2 separate regions of the Mus musculus genome follow, and region 2 is linked to region 1. A link is a contact called in public HiChIP or PLAC-seq data. All regions are on one chromosome and are shown on one strand. The core of a region is the stretch at or near the end of the contact, and the rest is flanking DNA. Distances in the headings are between cores, read along the strand shown.

Region 1 (3,870 bases), core at 374-2,873:
TGTCCTCTCTTGATATTATTTTACAGCATATTAGTTACAGATATGCTTGGCAGATGTGTTCCACCAGCTCGAGGAAGCTTTATGCTTGGCCTAATCTGTTAAGGGTTTTGTCTTCATTGCTGAAGTGTTAAGTTATTTTTACTCCTATTATGATGAGTAGCCTTGTCTCCCCTTTATTACAGAGAGGTCACCAAATTGATCAATTTTCTAAGGTTAAGCCAATTTTGATTTTCTGGGGGCAAATGCCATTAGGTTACAGTAGAATATTTCTTTTACGAATCATTGCATTCTAAAAATATGTTTATGAGAGATAAGAGCCTAATCTTCTCTCTCAATAATATCTTCCCCGGGTTTGAGGGAAGGTATGTGCTGACCTTGTAACTCAAACGCTTCATGACGTGTTCTCCTTTTCTTTAGTCTCTGTATGCGTTTGTATGGAATCAAAGCTCTTTCTTCCTTAAATGTTGCCGACTTCTCCAGGAGACTGGCTCAGCTTGGATTTTTTTATTATGGAAGGATCAGCAGCTGAACCCTCACTTTCTCTAAGGAACATGCAACTCCTTAGTTTTGTCTTATTTATTCATTTCAGTTTTGGAGAGCTGCTTCTTCCAAGAATATCTTCCTTTTATCTAAATTTTCAGCAATATTGGCAAAGGCTTATGTGCAAAACATTATACATCATCTTAACATCTATGCACCATGACCTAGCGTTCACAGTTGGCAGTCTCACGGAGGTTATTTATGGCTTTGCTCATTATTTCCTGATCAAACTTTTCAAGATGCCGAAGCTCTCACTGAATCTCTCTAGTGCTCTTGAGTTTTGCAGCTTTCCTGTCTTAATTTTATTTTTCTTTATTATTTATTTTTCTTCTAACTTCTTTGGGTCTGTCTATTTCTAGATTCTGAATATTATCATTTGGATAAACAATTCTTTGTTTTCCAGTACATACAGCTATAATTACAAACTTCCTTTAAAATCTTACTCTAGCTGCATCTCATAATTTTAAATGATGCATTTTAACTTATATTCAAAGATGTTTTTTAAGTTTATTTTTCATAAATTGCTGCTTTGTTTTTACTAGTATTTATTAAAATGTGTTTAGTAATGTATATATGTAAAAGGTTTTCACTGTGACATTTTCTTACATGTGTACAAAGAACTTTAATCTTACGTCCCCCTTACCCTCTCTGACTCTCTGCATACACACATATGAGAGAATGTGATTGCTTTCTTTCTGAGACCAGTTCATCTGTCTTAATGAAATGACCTCTACTTCTCTCCATTTTCCTGCCTTGAAGCAGAAAATGTGTGACTAGCCAGATTGGGTGCCTACAGGCGACTTTTTGAGTATAATTCTTGAATACGATAAAATGTCCATTATTTAACTCAAGTCAGCCATTCTCTACTTCTCAAACCTATCCTAGATAGATTTGTGGTTAGAGGTGATGGTTTATCACTTAAGAAAAAAAAGTCACAAGTACTGCTTGTTTAGTTAGTAAAAGAGATACACTCTTGAGTTAGAAGGCTAGAAAGCCACATGCTTAAACTGTCTTTGTATCCTTTGTTTGTCTGGCAAACCTATTTATGTGGGTCTGTTTTAGCACACGGGACAAATCTCTACATAGGTATAGCTGGCATGTTCATCTATGCATTGCTTCAGTGAGTAACAATTTGTCTCTTTGGTTGCCCAGGTTGTGTTCCTGCATTAAAAGGTAGGTTGCTGGGACGTCTGGAAGGTCTCAAACCACCTTCTTCCCACTGATAGCTACTGATGATGGCTGGCTGTTGGGAGCTTAGCTGGGGTTGCTCACTGGTGACCTTGTTTTTCTTGCCAGTGGACTTCTCCACAGCTCTCTGGGTTTCCTTCCTGTGTGGGAGCTGGGCTTCAAGTAGGAGCATTACAGTTTAGTCCTAGAACTTCCCTCCTGCAGAATTCTAGTGTCCCAAGTCACTCTGGTTTGGGCATCTTGTTGACATTCTGGGAAGCAGAGTGAAAAGCACACGCCGCATCGTATTTCCAACTCCTCCATAGTTTAAACTTATCATAGACCAAAACATTAAAAAGAAATAGGTCACAGAGTCCAGCCAGAATTAAGTGAAGAGGAAACACATTCCATCTTAAAATAGGGACATGACAGAGTTCTAAGAGCTAATCTTGCCTGGGCCTGGTGGGGCACACCTGTAACCCCAGCACTTAGTGGGAGGAAGGAAGATCAGGGATTTCATGTTATTGTTGGAAGCATAGAGAGTTCATAGCCATTTTGGGCAAAATTAGACCTGTCTCAGAACAATAACAAAAACCATGTATAATGACACTGTTTGTCACCTGATAAGTGGGCTTCACAGCCTGTTTTGTACGTTGTAAGCATAACAAGTATAACATGATGTGTGTGTGTGTGTGTGTGTGTGTGTGTGTGTGTACACGTGCATGTACATGTACATGTGTGGTATGTCTGTCAATCTGCCTGTCTACCACTTGATCAATCTATAGGCACTTTTTAGTCTTGGGTAATTTTTCAACAAAAAATTTAAAATCTTCCCTTTTCATATTTGAAGCAATTTTGATCAGTTTCATTTATTCTTACATAAATCTCATTTTGTGAAAATTGTCACAAAGAGTAGGTTGTACCAGACCATGGAGCAGTCAGTGACTTGACCACTGGGCCATGCTGACCCAGAGACAGAATTGTCCACAGAGTGAAAATTGTAAATGAACTCAAGTGAGCAGTGTTTTGTTGCAAACAACCAGCTCTCTGGATAGCACATTATATATTGTAAAGGAATTTTAATCCAATAACATGACTGCTCTGGCAAGGGATCACATCCAAAGACCTAGGTCTACATGATCCAGTCGGAATGTAGACACACCACACACATTTAATCCCTCTGCCTGGAATACAGCAGGAATACAGCATGCCCATAGTACACTCCTTTAATCCCTAACAGTGAAAGTAAGGTTAATTTGTAGAAGAAAGCAGCCATGCTTGAAAGTGATGTTTAATAAATGGGCAGACAAAGTGACAAATCAAGGAAAGATATGATGGACAGAGTTAAAGATAGTATATGAGACAACTCATGAGAACAGTCAAAAAAGAGAAGCTACTTAAGAGCAGAGCAGAAGGAACACAATCAAGGGACAAAGAGAGACAGAGACAGAGGAGGCAACTTTTACAGATACATGTTATAGACAAAACAAGCTAGACACAGGTGAAAATAGAATGAGCCAGAGAATAAGGAGCCAAAAATTAGAATATATTGTCAAAGTTATTATGAGACCAAGCAGAGCAATTCAGTCAGAAGCTGAGAGAAGCCAGACTGAATCAGTCAACTTAGAGAAGAGTTTTGAGCTATAAGAGCTGAGTTGAACCAGCCAGGCAGAGTTCAGAAAGTTCTAGAAAGGGTGAGTTTATTCAGCAGTAAGCCTCTGAGATGACAATTATATCTGGTGGATAAAGGTTACATTTACAGTCATCTCTGCTAGTCATCTCTGTTGATCTGGGAGGGAGCTAGCATATCACAGAACACCACTGTATTTAACACTCAGCTGTGATTTTCTGTGACTTATTTTTAACATCTCAGAACTTATTTACAGCTGTGTTTTACCTCCTGCCTCGGCCTCCCATCCAGTCGTAATTTGAAGTGAAGCTCTAAATCCATTTTCTCTCCTTTTGACTCTCCTTCACACCCCAGCATGGAAATACGAAACTTATGAGGACAGAGTAGGGAGTCTTGGATTAGTTGGCACGGGAATTCTGCTTTTTTTGCTTAGCAAAGCTCCAAATTCACGAGTGAGATCTATATTTTATTTCTTTTGTGCTATCTAGATCAGTTTTGGTGTGCAAAGTTTTCAAAACTGAGTTGGAGGTGTG
Region 2 (3,786 bases), core at 560-3,059, 220 kb before region 1:
GAATCACCCAATCCAGGAATACAGCGCCCATGCATTCACACCCTGCTCCCTCTCCACACGAACTCCAGCCGGCCCCTGGCTTACACATTCCTTCCACGCCATTCTTTCTCCTACCTCTGGTTTTGTTATGACTTCATCCCCGCCCCCATTTACGTACCCCATGCACACATACATTCCTGTCGAAGTCCAAGCTGCTGATAGTGCTTGCCTAATAAAACTTATCCAGTTAGGGGTGGGTGTCAAAAAGGGGGCGGAGATTTCATTACCTGGTATGTCTCAAGAAGAGCATAAGTCAGCACTGACCGGACATATCCAGTCTTTAAGTTGCATTGGGAATGTGTTTTTAAAAGCCACAAAAGACATGTGAGAGGTACAGAATCATTTTGCTCCAGTCATTGGATTATACAGTAACACCCAACGATGCAGATGTGGTTTCTTGTAGGGTTCCCAGATACTTAGTAGCCTTGTTAGCCTGCTTCAAGTCTCCTGCTCTTTGTATATCTGCCAGGGGCAGAGCACAAGAGTGCTCATGTCCATGACCCAGCCTCCTAATTCTGTCACAAAGGGTCATGGCTCTCCTCTGCTCTTCCAGAGGGTGGCTCAAATCAGAGAGAATCCAGTGGGATGTTAGTGAATAGTTATATTTGTGGGTATCATTCTCAAAACACAGGTGAGTTGGAAAATCCATCTTCTGCAGACCTACAGAGACTCAGCCAGGATAGATCCAGCGGGCCAAGGGGTAAGAGTCAAGTGGGACCTCCGCTCCTGCTGGTTTATCCTGCTTTGGCCCTTTGGTGGTGGTGGTGGTGGGTGGCAGGGACTCTGATTTAATTGATTCATTAGTGCTACCATGTTAATCTGTTAATAGCAAACAGAACAATTCTCTTATCAACCAATTCTAAAGGGCCCAAGTTCATGCTGAAAATGAACTTTGCATACCTGGAAGGTAGTGGAGCTCACTGTGGCTTGGGCATCAGTTAACAAATGGAAGCAGCAAAACTGTTTTTACTTGAATCCCAGTGCTTGAACACCCCCTCCCCCAAGTTTGATATTTTTAAATTTTGGACTAAAGTAAGTAGAATACTGAGAATTAGTTGATGATCTGTAGAAAATGAGATTTTTATATCCTGTGTAGAATATTCCTGACACTAAGGTTATAGCAGATGTCCTAGCGATACCAAGTGCTGTAGCTGTTCATCAATATAGCTCTTTCTGAATCCTTTCTAGACCTTTTCCCCTTTGGATTTCCTGGTTTTTAGTACTCTGGAAGGAATGTCCATGAATAAAAGCATCAAGGCAAAAGGTGCACTGAGCAACATTTAATACGTTACTAAGAGAGCCTCAGTGGAGATCTGGGAGGTAGACACTTCTATAACTAATCCCTCAGCATTCCTGTTGTTGTTTTCCCAGCAAACACTTTCTTGTTCTGAAGCACTCTGTGTAAAAAGGACAGGTGAGTGGTCACAGAAGGTATGAGCTGCCTCCTGAGGCAGGTCCCCTTTCACCGCAAGTGTGCATGCATAGGATGGCAGCCTTGTTAGGGACGTTACAGGGGCACTGGGCATCAAAGCCATGTGTTGACAGTTCAGCTATTAGCATTCTATGATGCTGCTCGTCAGTTCTCTACACATGCGGGCTTCGTGGTTGTATTTCGTGTGTGTGCTCTGTCTCTTCACATGGCTGTCCAGTACCTAAAGTTAAGAACATGTTGTGTATCCCTGTAATTGCAGCAGGCCCTGCACATGGTGTCCCCTGACTGTAGACATGTTGTGAGTTCTTGTCAGTGAAGAGGAGGCTACTGATTTCCTGTTAGGCTATGCACATGGCAGCATTTGCTATGACTAAGGTTAAGAACTACTGTGGATAGGGGTGTGGCTTAATGTTTAAGAGCACATGCTGTTCTTTGTTTTTATTGAAAATAGATCTTTTTTCATACCCTATGTTTCCCCTCCCCCAGCTCCTTTCGCTTCCTCTTCACTTTCCCTCCCATCTGGATCCATACCCTTCCTGTCTCTCATTCAAAAACAAACCGCATCTAAGGAATAATAACAAAATAAAACAAAACAAAAACAAACATCTTGGAATAGGACAAAGCAAACAGAAGAAAAGGCATAAGGAACACAGACAGATGCACAGACACACTCATTCACACACACACACACACACATAGCAGTCCTATAAAAGGACAAAAATGGGAGCCATATTTATACAAGAGGACCAGTAAGGCTAAGGGGAATGCCCAGATACAAACAAACAAATGGGAGCCTTCTGGAGGCAAGGGGCTGCAGATGCCATGGAGTTCATTTTGTGACGGCCATCTACCTCTGTGTCTGGGACCTACCCTTAAGTGTGATTTGTTTTCCCAGTGAGAGTCTCTTGGAGAAAACTAATTTTTAACTTGTAAGTGGTTATCGGTTGGAGATAGCTTTCGGGGGCAGTATGAGAGCATGTGTCCGTGTCTCCTCTCAGCTTAGAAGTGCTGCAGTCTCTGTGAGATCATGTATAGGTACATACTGTTCTTACTGAAGACCCCAGTTTGGTTCCCTGTCTCAACACTGGGTAGCTTCTAACTGCCTGTAACTTTAGTTCCTGGAAATTCTAATAACTCTAGCCTCTGAAGGCACTGAACTCATGTGTACATACCCAGCCGTCTTACATACAGGTAAAAATAAATCTATACATAACAACAATAAAGACCAATACCCTTAAACTCCGAATACACACAAATAATAAAATAATATTTCTTTAACCAACCAACCAACCAACCAACCAACCAATCAAAAACTCCTATGGGGCTGGAGAGATGGCATAGCAACTAAAAGCACTTGCTTTTTTAGAGGATCAGAGTTTAAATCCTAGGTCCTAAGCTTCAGTGACTCCAGTGCCCTCTTATGGCCTTTATGGGCACAAACACATGTGGCATTCATGCACACAGACACAAAAATATAAAAATCTTTCTAAAAAGCATTATGATTTCCCCCCATTTGCCTCTTAGTGCCAAAAGGCTAGGGGCTACAAGAATCAATCGAAGATTGCTTTTAAAAATCTTTCTTCCAAGCTGGGCATGGTGGCATACACCTTTAATCCTAGCATTTTGGAGGCAGAGACAGGCTAATCTCTGAGTTCAAGGCCAGCCTGGTCTACAGAGTGAGTTCCAGGACAGCCAGGGCTACACAGAGAAATCCTGACTTGAAAAACAAAATCAAACAAATGCAAACAAACACAATTTCTCTTCCTTCTCTGCTGCCTTCTCTTTCCCATCCCTACCTCCACTTTGGTTTAACTTTTTGGATGCCTGCCATCTGCCAGGTACTGTGCCAGGGTTATGTTCAAAGTGTTCATGAAGATCAATTATTAAATATATGCTCCTAGCTGCCCTGTTTCTGAGGGAAAGTTATTGACAGCCAGAGAAGTGGGGACTATCTCAGTTATTGTCCTCTGGAGTACTGGGGCTGAAGCTGGCCGAAAGCCTGGGTCCCAGACTGCTCAATCTCTATTACCCCTTCTGAGCAGAGAAAGCAGCACACTGTGCAATCAGGACTGTACTGGACATAAGATCTCTTTGGGCAATGTAGTGGTGTCCTCAGTCATGTTATACAATGTAAACCATTTAGCCATAGTCAATACTGATTAGATTTTCCCACTGCTAAGTGATGTACACCCCAGAGGTTTGTTTCTAAAATGGAAACATTAGAGCAAATGCTAACGGTTACTGTTCATGTTTCACCTCCCTGACTCTGTTAGTTCACAGGCTGTGGTGACCATTGTGTTTCCTTTCAGTGTCGT

Evidence for each region. HiChIP or PLAC-seq counts read pairs in DNA pulled down with a chosen protein or histone mark.
Region 2: a contact with region 1 is called in an H3K4me3 HiChIP or PLAC-seq map of the SCID.adh cell line, with 16 read pairs. The contact joins two enhancer-like sites. A contact is called at or near these places in 1 of 15 datasets of contacts at CTCF or cohesin (stem cell-derived epiblast-like cells), 10 of 484 Hi-C or Micro-C datasets (bone marrow-derived macrophages, cerebellar granule neurons, cerebellum and 6 more), 15 of 115 datasets of contacts at active chromatin or transcription factors (PVALB interneurons, the SCID.adh cell line, Th17 cells and 12 more) and 4 of 9 other capture datasets (adipose tissue, liver, macrophages and 1 more).

The regions. Positions count from the first base shown.
Region 1 is chr10:24,974,369-24,978,238 of GRCm38.p6, reverse strand. No RefSeq gene overlaps it. Among named protein-coding and RNA genes, the nearest start is that of Gm36228, 16 kb to the right of the region's middle. Within about 2 kb of position 1,623, at least 1 of the 459 cell types and tissues checked has an H3K27ac peak or open chromatin away from gene starts, as enhancers often do. A contact at or near this core is called in the SCID.adh cell line, where this site is marked.
Region 2 is chr10:25,194,619-25,198,404 of GRCm38.p6, reverse strand. All of the region lies in intron 7 of Akap7 (A kinase (PRKA) anchor protein 7), which reads left to right. Among named protein-coding and RNA genes, the nearest start is that of Gm36313, 42 kb to the right of the region's middle. Within about 2 kb of position 1,809, at least 3 of the 459 cell types and tissues checked have an H3K27ac peak or open chromatin away from gene starts, as enhancers often do. A contact at or near this core is called in the SCID.adh cell line, where this site is marked.